Regions from separate parts of the Anas platyrhynchos genome. Here all the other regions are linked to region 3. A link is a contact called in public Hi-C data. All regions are on one chromosome and are shown on one strand. Each heading gives the region's core, a stretch centred on a gene start, on an enhancer-like site or on the middle of the called end of the contact. The rest is flanking DNA. Distances are from core to core; before and after follow the strand shown.

The links. Hi-C and Micro-C count contacts between places; a contact is called where the count stands out from the background.
Region 1: a Hi-C map of subcutaneous adipose tissue shows a contact between it and region 3, with 2.5 times the contacts expected there. The contact joins two enhancer-like sites. A contact is called at or near these places in 4 of 8 Hi-C or Micro-C datasets (F5 follicle, liver, skeletal muscle and 1 more).
Region 2: a contact with region 3 is called in a Hi-C map of F5 follicle, with 1.8 times the contacts expected there. The contact joins two enhancer-like sites. A contact is called at or near these places in 2 of 8 Hi-C or Micro-C datasets (F5 follicle and skeletal muscle).

What each region holds. Positions count from the first base shown.
Region 1 is chr13:510,775-514,278 of IASCAAS_PekinDuck_T2T, reverse strand. TMCC1 (transmembrane and coiled-coil domain family 1) reads right to left here. Exons shown (of 10, transcript XM_072044563.1): 10 at 2,757-3,504. Among named protein-coding and RNA genes, the nearest start is that of PLXND1, 18 kb to the left of the region's middle. Within about 2 kb of position 1,603, at least 6 of the 8 cell types and tissues checked have an H3K27ac peak or open chromatin away from gene starts, as enhancers often do. A contact at or near this core is called in subcutaneous adipose tissue, where this site is marked.
Region 2 is chr13:477,198-481,195 of IASCAAS_PekinDuck_T2T, reverse strand. All of the region lies in intron 7 of TMCC1 (transmembrane and coiled-coil domain family 1), which reads right to left. Among named protein-coding and RNA genes, the nearest start is that of PLXND1, 51 kb to the left of the region's middle. Within about 2 kb of position 2,310, at least 1 of the 8 cell types and tissues checked has an H3K27ac peak or open chromatin away from gene starts, as enhancers often do.
Region 3 is chr13:412,886-416,393 of IASCAAS_PekinDuck_T2T, reverse strand. The region is part of intron 4 of TMCC1 (transmembrane and coiled-coil domain family 1); the gene reads right to left. Among named protein-coding and RNA genes, the nearest start is that of TRH, 19 kb to the right of the region's middle. Within about 2 kb of position 1,628, at least 3 of the 8 cell types and tissues checked have an H3K27ac peak or open chromatin away from gene starts, as enhancers often do. A contact at or near this core is called in subcutaneous adipose tissue, where this site is marked.

The DNA of each region.
Region 1 (3,504 bases), core at 354-2,853, 98 kb before region 3:
CGTAACCCGCCCCCTGCTCGGGCACCCGTGCACCGGGGAGAGGGCGGGGGTCGGGCCCGTCCCGGGGGCACGGCCGCGGTGTCCCTGCACGGGGCGCTGCGCCCGGGCCCCGTCACCGCCTGCCCGCTGCCTGCTTATTCGCGAGAAGCAAAAAGGTCCGTCAAGAGCACGTTCTGGGAAGCAACGTAACGGCAGCCCCTGGGAGGCCTGCAGGAGCACCTGCATCGCACCCCGCACCGCGCCGCCCCTCCGGCCAGCAGCACCCGGGGCTGCTGTTCCCTTGAAGACGTTTCCATGGCGAGCCGTGCCCTCCTATGAGCCCCGCCGTGCCTCGTGATCCCCCAGGCAGCAGGATGTCCGTTTCCAAAATGCCCACTCAGCTCTCAGGGTGTGCCCGAGGGCGGATGACCGTGCTTCCTGCTGCCCGGCCCCCTCCCTGAGCAAACAGAGAGCTCTCGCTCCCTCCGATCTCACCCACAGCCCGCTCAGCTGGCTGCTATGGCACTTAAATGCAAGCCTGGAGGGGAGCTGTGCTGACCCGGAGCTTGCATTCACATCCAGGAGCTGGAGAAACGCGCAGGGGAGGTGCAGGCGCGGCAGCAGTGCCCGAACCTGCTGGCAATGGGGTGCTGAGCGAGCATGTGGAGAGCCACTGCGGTGTCTGCATCGCACTCAGCTGCTTCACTGAGCTCCTACTCCCTCATCAGGGGTAGCGTTAGGCATCAGAATTCCCTAAACAATGAAGTTGGAGACAGGGATGTCCTTGAAGTTGTCACTGCAGATACTGATATTTAACCCTTTAAGGGTTAAGTGCTTTAGTGTGTGTAGCAAAGCAAGTTGAACATCAGCTGCACGCAGGTAACTCTACAGGGAAACCTGCGATGGGGAGGGAGGCTGAAAACCACCAGAGCTTTCCGTCCTCTTCTTGCTTTGCTCCTCAGGCAGCGTCTCCTATTCTGCTTCAGCATAACCTGTTTTGCCCCTTTGGCACAGGCCTGGTACAAGGTGTGAAAGGCAGAGCACGTGGACTCTTATTCCTAAGGTCAAAGGGAATCTTGTTAAGGACGTAACACCTCAAGAAAGCTGGTTTGACCAGGGGTGTTCCACTGCATACTAGCTCAGGCAGCAGAGAACCCACTTCCTTACGTTTCTGGTGACCTCTGAAGTCAGTGTGGGAGATTTCAATGGAAGCCAACAAACCACTAACCAACTCTTTAAAGGAGAAAGTGGACTTTCTGCTTGTTAAGGAACAACTTGAAGACACGTCTTGTCGTAGAGCACTGTTTGTTTGCCCAAATTTCGGCAATCAACACATCATGTTTCCATTTGACCTGAAGGAGTGTATACTCCAGTGAGACAAGTCAGCTGTTCCTCCACCTCCATGGTGCAACCCAGCATAGCTGTACCCTTGCTACAGCCTTGTTTGTCTCCAGGGACCTGGGTGGAGCTATCAAACCACTTCCCACATACCAACCAAAAGCTGAGTAATGACTCCTAATCCTCTAAATGGTGGGATTAAAACTGTTGGCTTGGATGTAGAAGGCCACCCTTGGTCTTTATGCCCTCTTGTTGATCCTGAGCCACATGCAGCAACCACAGTCAGCCCAACCAGCCCCTATCAGGTGACCCTCAAAAGAATGCAGACACATTAAACCTCACAAGCAACACCCACGTCCTATCCTGAGTCAGTTCTAGCAAAAGCAGGCCCATGCACTTGCTTCATCCATAACCTGCTGGAATTTGCCTTGAAAACAGTTGTTTTTGCGTTTTCATCTTTTTGTATCTTTTGCAGCATTTGTGTCTTTCTGTGAAAACGTAAAAATCTCCTTCCCTTAAAGTTTTTGCCATTCCCTTCTTGGTTCTTTGCTCTCAAGGCCAGCTCACCAAAACCAAGAGGAATGAGTGTTTCCTCTGTATCAGTGAGAAATCTGCCCACTCCCAGCTCGTACAAATACTAAAGAATTGAAAAAGTCTGCAAAACTTGGTAGACAAAATATTTATACTCACAGTGGTGGTCCAACCAACACCATAACGCTCTCTGACCTTTACTCAGCACAAGAGGGAATGGGTTGCTGGTTAGTGACTGCAGTCCTACCAGCTGAATTTTTCCTCTTCAAAGCTGAGCTGGGGCCAGGACCTGCTCCATGACAAGCTCCACGTGAGAAATGCAGGTGGCTAGAAATGCACCCTCCTTTGCATGTGCAGCCCAGCACTGAGCTGATCCTGCAAGCCCAGTAAGGAAGAAGGCCGAAGATGTGAGAGCCAGCAGCAGGGCCATCTCCGCTGGGGCAATCTGCGTTACAGACAGGACCAGCTCCTTCTTCAAAGACAGCTCTCGGGCAAGTCATTTCATCGAATTGTGCCCACCGTCCAGCTGAGGCTTACAGCACTGCAGGTCAGGAGAGCAAACAAACCCTGTGACATGCACATGGTACAGACTGGTCAGATACCTGTGGGAACAGCAGTGACCCCCGTCCAGGGGCTGCCCCAGGCTGTGGGAGTATCAGGGGACCGGAACAAAAGGGATGAAAATAATGCAGTGATGTTCCTCCTTCTCCTCCACACCAAACAGCCAATTTATTCTCACCAGGGCCAGGTGGTGTATGGCTGCACATGGGATGAAGTTTGATAACCGGATTTATGGAGACCTTGCTCAAATTTGAAGCTCTCAGAGCTCAGCACACTTTTTACACCCTCCCTCTTTTTTCTTGATCCCCTCCTTTAGCACCCATGGAAACATGCAAATTAGGCCAGTGTTAATAGCTGAGGTCTTTATTTAAATTTTTTTATATACAGTAAAAGTGTTGCAGATAAATCTGCAACAAACATACAAGACAAATGTAAATCTCTCTCAACAATTAGCAGCTTAAGATCTATAAACTACAGTGTTACGTTCACAAGTGTCATTTCTGTACTTTTCAATCCGTGCAAGTGAGTTTTTCTGTTTATTTTTTACACTTTTAAAACACACTTACAGCTAAGTCAATTGCCTACTACTATACCACCTGGCATACACAACACAGACACACGGGGTTTTAAACTCTTTAGCCACATTCAGAATTCACTTAACTGGTAAAACTACCCAATCTCGAACCCCTTTGTAGCTTGGCTTCTTTTGTTACAATGCTGCCTTTTTGTTTAATTTAAAAAATGCATATTTTTCAAAGCTGAAAGACAGTGCTTTTCTGTCCCAGTGCAACATGTACAGAACTCAACATTTCATCTGATCAGACCTTAAAAACTCACAGGACTGGAATAAACCAATGAAATAATTGCTGTGAGCATGCTCAGAATCATTAAACTAAACTAATGAGGCTGAGAGGAAAGAGAACTTCGTAAAATTAAAAACGTTTTTTGTTTTTTGCATCAGTTTTTTTTTTTCTTTTTTACATTGACAAAGCAAATAGGGGACAACAGATGAACCACAGAATTTCACTGAGGAGCTGTTGCTTTTTTAACATAGTCCATTATATTCTTCCCTTTTTATATGCCAAGTTGATATGT
Region 2 (3,998 bases), core at 1,061-3,560, 64 kb before region 3:
CTAGCTCTATCTGGTGAAATGTGAATGTTGCAAATATTAAATAATATAAAATATGAAGTAAGAGGGCGAGAAACTGGAAGAAAATTTAAAAAACAATTGGCAACCATACCCTTCCTGTGCTGTTCCCTGAGCTGGTGCTCAGGCTGTGAAGAAAAGGTGACCTCCACTCCCTCCTCCTAATCTGGAGTATTTCATAACCTCCACTCCCTCCTCCTAAACTAGAGTATTTCATATATGTGAAATATCTGTGAACACCTGAGGTGCCCATCTAAGTGGTAAGAAAGTGAGCTTTAGCAAGCTCCTCACAGCAAGAACTTAAGAGCACGTTATACCAGTAAAATTGGGAAAACGAGGTCACAAGTAGCAGTTACAGGGGGGAAGAATCTTAAAAAGAGCATAGGAGCCTACAGAGGCAGAATACAATTAGCAGAAAAAAACTAGGCCAGCACCCTAGGAGGACATCCCTAATGTGGCTCCGAGTCCTCAGCAGACACAAACAGCGGGGAACTCAGCATAGTCTCACTGCAAAAACTGCACCAGGCGCTGTGGGGGCACAGCACAGCCAGGCAGATGTGTGGCCACGCACCTGCTGCCCTTCTCCTCCACCTTCCTGCTGCGCAGGAGGGCTCAGGAGCTGCTTATCTGGTGAGACTTCCTGGAACTGCACAAACGCTCCTGCTGCAGGCCACAGATAACCAAAACGTCAGGGGCAGGGGAAAAACAGGATTAACCCGCTCAGGGCTGAAACCAAATATTTCAGAAGATGCAGCTGAATGCCAGTGCTGCAGATGCATCAGGTGTGCTGAGTAGTACTTCACATTACTCCAGGCCCACAGTACTGTGGGCAAGTTTAAGAGAAAAATCAGATTCACAATTTGCTAATTTATTACACGATTTATCTTTGCACTATCAGCCTTGAGTCACTGCTGTCTGTAAAGCTTTATGGTTTGGATTACTAAACTTCATTGCTCACCTCTGAGGCCACTGCATATAAACACCCTGGAATACGAGGTCCAACTGACACGTGGCATGAGGCAAGTGGGAAAAGAAAGCACATGCTCAAAACCTGCTTGCTACTGCTGAAACCATATCCTTATCAGAGCTTAACCTGGTACGGCCTTCATCTGCAGGAGAAAGGAGATTACTCCATTTAATACTGAGTTACATAAAATCAAAGAGAAACGGTTGGAGAAATAGAGAGTGGGCTCTGCATTCAGCAACTGCAAATCAGAAGCCTCAGCAACCATGGCAAAGTAAATGTATAGTTGTATTTTTCTATTTTTGAAATCCAGTACTGAAACTAGTCATCAATCTAAATCCTATTTTTGGAGTATTTGTTCAGACACAGGCTTTATACTTGCATTGACCCTACTTCTTAATGATTCAGGAAGGGCTACTAAGAGGCCAACCTAGCACTGCACACAGAACATCAATAAAAGTAGAATGAGTTGGGGTATCAGCTCCCTTCACACTTCCTGGGTACATACAAGGCTCATGAGATCCAGATCTGCTTTGAGCCTCCTGAGTCAGGCTCTCCACAGGAAGGATGACAGGTAAGGGGAGGAAAAATTACAAGGCAGTGAAGTGGAGTTGGTATCAGCACATCAAATTACACACATTACACTGGATTTCTGGAGACAGCAGATGACCAAGTTACAGATGAAAAAATTTCAGACTCCACCTTCTCTGATGCCCAAGTAATTTCATCTCTGCTGCATTCAATGCAGACGAACTGATCACAAACATTGTGGTTAGAAGTCTTTCAGTTCCATACATAGACACAAGAGCGGGGCAAACACACTCCTGCAAAACTGCATGACTAAGACAGATTTGATTAAAGATGGGGCTAGACTACTAGAAATTCAACTTCCAGGTATGTAAGCACTGCTATGATACAACTTCTGTCTGTATGCATCTGGAAATGTTTCACAGTTCAAAGTATAATCATAAAGAGGGAGAACTGAGTTGTGTTAGGGAAAAAAATCCACCCCTGACTGGTCTCAAAAGAGGCACTTTAATAGGCATAAAGCTCACAAATTCTGAATTTTAATTAGGAAAAGCCAGCTGAAGAACCTGCTTCTGTCACTCCCAACAGCTTCAAGACCATAACTTTGGAGAATCTCTGCTAAATGCGAGCATTGGGCAGCTGTTCACACATGGATGATGCAGCTTCAGCCCCCCCAGCAAGGAAAGAGGAGCCACACAATTGCCTGGCACATGGGAGCATGCAGCGTGGTGCTTGGGAAGGGCTGCAGAGGCCAGGCCACCATTGGTGACCCCCAGCAGGCAGAGACAAACCCAGAGGCGTGTGCGGAAAGCAGGGGGGCGTGCACAAGTGCACAGGAATGAAGGAAGGGGAGTGCGTGCACACAGTGCCTGTATGGGAGGAAGGAAGGGAGGAGAGAAGCAAGGGCACAATTGATTTTTAAAACCTGAAGAAAACAGAAGGACTTGCTCAGCAGCCAACACTTTTTAAGCAAGTATTACTTCCAGCTGTTTGTGCATGGATGCTTATTTATCATTTTCTTAAATCCTGATACTTGCAGGAGCGATAGTTCTTCTTAATTAACTTGATTTCTTCATCATCTCCTTTTTGTGCCTGACTAAATCTGGTGGTTGTACACTGTGCATACTTATTTGTATTCAAGCTAAACATAACATGAGTCGATACCAGAATATGTCTGGACTGTATAGTGCATACATTAGTTTCATCCAGTTGCAATTGAAAAATAGTAAAATGACCACAAACTTTGTTGTGTTTTTCAAATTAATTATCTGTATTATTTAGTGTGGCTTTTCTGTCAGTTCAAGACAAGAGGTATGTGTCCACAACTAACACACAGATTTAGCACACAGACTAAAAACAAAGCTCTTCAAAATTGGCAAACATTGCCAGATTTCAACGGTGCCTGCACACACAACGTAGGGGAATTTATTTTCAGAAAGAACGTTTTCTTTCTGAAGTCCTGAAGAATTCACAATTCTCCTGATCTGCTTGAAAAGTAAGAGGCTTTCTTCTAACTAAACTAGGAAATCCCTTCTACGTAAATCCAAAAATCACTGTACATTTATAAAAGTACAAGACATCTGCTTTACAGTGTATTTAAACATAACTACAGCTCCAAAAGACTGTTTAAATAGACAGCAGACAGGAAGATGTTCCAGCAGTTTAACTCCCTAACCGAAACATGGGCTCCCTAGAAATAGCGATCTGAGGAACTCTCTTTTATCTCTTACTAACATTGCAAACCTTATTCTTGGTGTGGCACTTGAATCCATCATCAAAAATTGTAATCGCTCTCTTTTCATTAGCTCTGTTCCTGAAGAATGGTTCAGTTTGGGGCTTTTTGTAAGTCAGGGATCCTTAGCTTGGCAGGAAGCTACAATAGACACATGGCTCAGCTCTTAAAAATGTTCCAACTTAGTTTATGAAGTGCTGTGTGACACAGTGATGAACAGTGAAGTTTTCCTATCTTACAGCCTCTACAGCGGCTAGGACTGCTGGGGTTGCATCTTTGCTTATTTGCAGGTTCTGGTTTTCTGAGTACAGTTTTCCTTGTACAAAGGGGTAGAGATGCATTGGAGTTACCAGCCGGATAAAACAGGGTAGAGGAAGGAAAAATAGGAAGGAAAGGGACCTAATTTCCCATGCTGAGCCAAACTTTGAACCCACATATAGATATTGTCTCTCAGTAAAGGAAACCTTTCTACCTTATGTTCTACAAAGCTACAATTACTGCTTGCATAAGAACTACAGTGTAGGTATTCCCCTTCTTCAAAACAGTATTTGTTGGAAAAATAAAAGGTATTTTTAGTGTAAAATAACACAACATCATAATACTAGAGTTTGTGGTGCAGGTTTAAAATGGGGCATGTCACCTAACATTTTCCATCGCAGTTACTAAAGCACTGAGCCTTCATGAAAGGTAAAGATTTCAGGAAGCCTATTACTGACTGAAAATATCACCTCACGAGCCACTTCAGTCTAGGTTTTGTGC
Region 3 (3,508 bases), core at 379-2,878:
TTTGAAATTCCTCAGGAGTGGTTCCTCATCAGGGACTTGCTTAGTCCTAGGTACGTGTATGAACAGCTCACAAAATCCAAGATCAGAAATTGTTCTTGCACTGATGTGCATAGAGCCATGCCACATTACTGTACTAGTGAGACAGCGGTTTGTATTTCAACAATGAGTTTCAAACCAAGCTCCAGGTATCGTAACACTTCTGTGTTTCAGGCTGGGCTGAGCATTGCATCAAAAATGCATGACTGCTCACAAGGCATCTGCAGGCAACAGTGAGAATGAGGTGCACCCAGTTACAACACCAGCACGAAATCAAAATGTGTGCTGCAAAATGTGCAGCACTTACTGTACCGCAGTGAGATTCCTTCACTGTGTTGTAAGCAAACAGACTTCCAATAAACTCTGCTTCCTGGCTTGCTTCCATAGATCTCAAAGTCAGCAGCTACCTTCAGTTGCAGAAAGCATTCTCTCAAGGTCTCCTTCACTCTTGTTCCTCATGGCTCAAGCAGCAGAGCACAGCCTCCCAAAGAGCAGGAGAAAACAACCCCTTCATTGCCAAACAGACTCGGCTCCAACCTCTACGTCTAAGGAGCAGAAAGGGACAGCTATGCCAAGTTGGCTCTGAATGACTACTATGGCTTGAAATGTCTTCAAAAGGTACAACCCATCCAGCTTCAGTACAGCAGAAACATTCCCAAGCTGGGATGTATTAGAGCAATAGAGTATCCCCGGTTGGGTATTAAAGGGTCTACAATTTGATTTTCTGGCTCTTGTGACTAAATTGTTGCAGCTACGCTATAGTGTTGCAGAAATACTAGGGAGCCTTCAATGAAATTACAGCTTGTTATAACTTGAAGGGTGCACTTTACTCTCAGGATAATGGTGTAATGCAATAATGTGATGAAAAATAATGCACTTTCATTTGCAAAGTGCTCTGTCTGTTTTAAGTGCTCCAATCCACCCTAGGAAGTTAATAAAGCAAAAATAATGAATGCAAATAGTAATTAAAAAATAAGCCTTTTCCACGTGCCATTTCCAAGCAAGTCAGCCTCAAATCAATGCTATTGAGCTAGATAAATATGTCCAACCTTCTCTGCAGATGAGATGCTATATTAAAAAAAAATGTGATTTTGAGCTGAAGGGAAGTTTGAGTTTTTCACAAAGACTAATAATACTTGTGGCTCACCACCTTTGGGGCCCCTTGACAGACTCTCTCCAGCATGTCCACGTCTCTCTTGTCCTGGGGAGCCCAGAACTGGACCCAACACTCCTGCTGTGGCCTCACCAGTGCTGAGCAGAGGGGCAGGCTCACATCCCTCGACCTGCTGCCGATACTTTGCCTGCTGCAGCCCAGGATGACACGAGCCTTCTTTGCGGCAAGGACACGCTGCTGCCCCAGGTTCAGCTTGGTGTCTGCCAGGATCCCCAGGTCCTTTTCTGCAGAGCTGCTTTCCAGCTGTTCAGCCCCCATCATTTACTAGTGAATGGGGCTGTTCTTCCCCAGGCGCAGGACTTTGCAGTTCTCCTTGTTGAGGTGCCTGTCTGCTCATTTTTCCAGGCTGTCTGGATGGCAGCACAGCCCTGTGGTGTACCAGCCACTTCCGCCAGTTTTGTGTCATCTGCAAACTTGCTGTTTGCCTCCCTGGTCATCTGGCACCCTGCCGACCAGCCCTGTTTTTGCCTACAGCACTGCAGGAAATCTCATGCCCTTCTCACTCTGATTCAGGATTTCCTAATTTTTTAAAGGCCTTTCACCCAGCCAAATCCAAACTCTGCAAAATCTGCGTAGAATACTAAGAGCTGATAGAGCACTTCCCATGTCGGTGGGTCCACTCCCAACTGAATCGCATTACACCAGTCAAGGCAGGGGGAGAGGGCTTCCCAAATTTCCAGGCATAGGGAGTTTGAAGCTCAGAGGACAGGGGCCCAGTCCAGCACAATGTTCAGCATCATGGCTCCCCTGAGGGAACACATCTAATCCCTTCTGCTGATCTGAACTACACCTCGCAGTGTATGCCTGTACATTTGCTCTTATTTCTTGAAGAGATTGCTGGTGCTTCCCAGCAGTGTTCAGAGAACCAGGATAAAACTCTGGACATTTTTGTTTCCCCTTGGTGAGGCATAGCTGCTGCAAGAGGCGTGTGAGCATAACAAACTGATGGGGTGCATTCTTCTGGTTTTTAAGCCAGCAGTGCCACCTGCCGCTCCTGGCAGCCCGCTGCAGTTGGGCTGGCACAGGAGCCCCTCCAGCAGCCCTGGGCAGTGCCCGCCGGCCGTTCCCTCCCCTCACAGTCGGGCCTCAGGTGCCGAGGGCAGCCCGGACACAGCTCCCACCGCCCCGCTGGGCCCTGCAGCCCAGCAGCTCCCCCGCCCCCCTGCCCCAGCCATGGGGGGTTTCATGCTGCGGCCGCTGGCCGGCTGGCTCGTGGCACCTTGTGCAGCAGCCGCTGGCAGGGGAGCTCCCAGCACCTGTGCTCCAGGAGAGCGCGGGGTCCTCAGGCGTCATGGTGCACATGGCAAAGCCAAGCCTTGGAGCTGCGTACAAAAGCTGTGGCGCTGGCCTGACCTGCAAGCCCACCGGTGCTTGGCAGAACAAATTCTATGTCCACTCCACAAATACCTATAAACCAAACCTAAGGTAATTCAGTATTTCAAACCCAGCGGTTCAAAATGAGCTGGTAATGGCCACACAGCAAGTGGATGTGCACCCAAAACTCCCATCCTCCCAGTCCAGAATGCACCCAGGAATCAATCCAGGGGTGCAGATGTGCATACTGGTGTGTGCTGCACCCTGCAGTTAGCCTGAAACAGGGCAGGCTGTGGATGTGGAGGCTGTGGTTGCCACCTGCTTTGCCACATTGCTGAATGCAGTAAGGAGAAGTGCAGACCTTTGAGCAGGTTTTAAGCCCAATTTGAAGAGGGCAAGCCTGCCTGCATTGCTGTAACAGTGGTGGTCTGTCCTCTGTCTGGGAGGTCTGTTAGGTGGTTGCGCCAAGGGGCAGTACTACCCAGGCCCAGTGGCCCAAAGGTGCTCTGTGCCAGCCCCTGCTGCGGTGTAGAGCCATGGCGTGTGGTACCATGCAATGCAGTGCAGGATGGTGCCGTGTCCTGCAGTGCAGTGAGGCACAGTGCGGCGAGGTGCCATGCCCTGCAGTGCCATGCGGTGAAGCGTGGTGCAGTGAGGTACGGTGCTGTGCTGGACTGTGCTGTGCAAGCAGCATCTGTGTGAGCTCACACAGGAGGGAAGGAGGGGGACGTGGACCAACTTTTCAAATACTTACAAGATAACTGGACTGTCCAAGCTAAGGTAGCCGGGCAAAGGTGATTCACAGGAACACTGTGGATAAAGCTTCCCTTTGGGTTCTCTCTGTTCTGTCCATCAGGGAGGTGCTGCTGGGAAAACAGGTAGACTCCTCATATCTAGGTGCTTTTCTGCAAGCTGGGTGCCTGTGTGGAGTCTGCCCCAAACACACACATGCTGGAAAATCTTCCACACAAATAAATCCCCAGT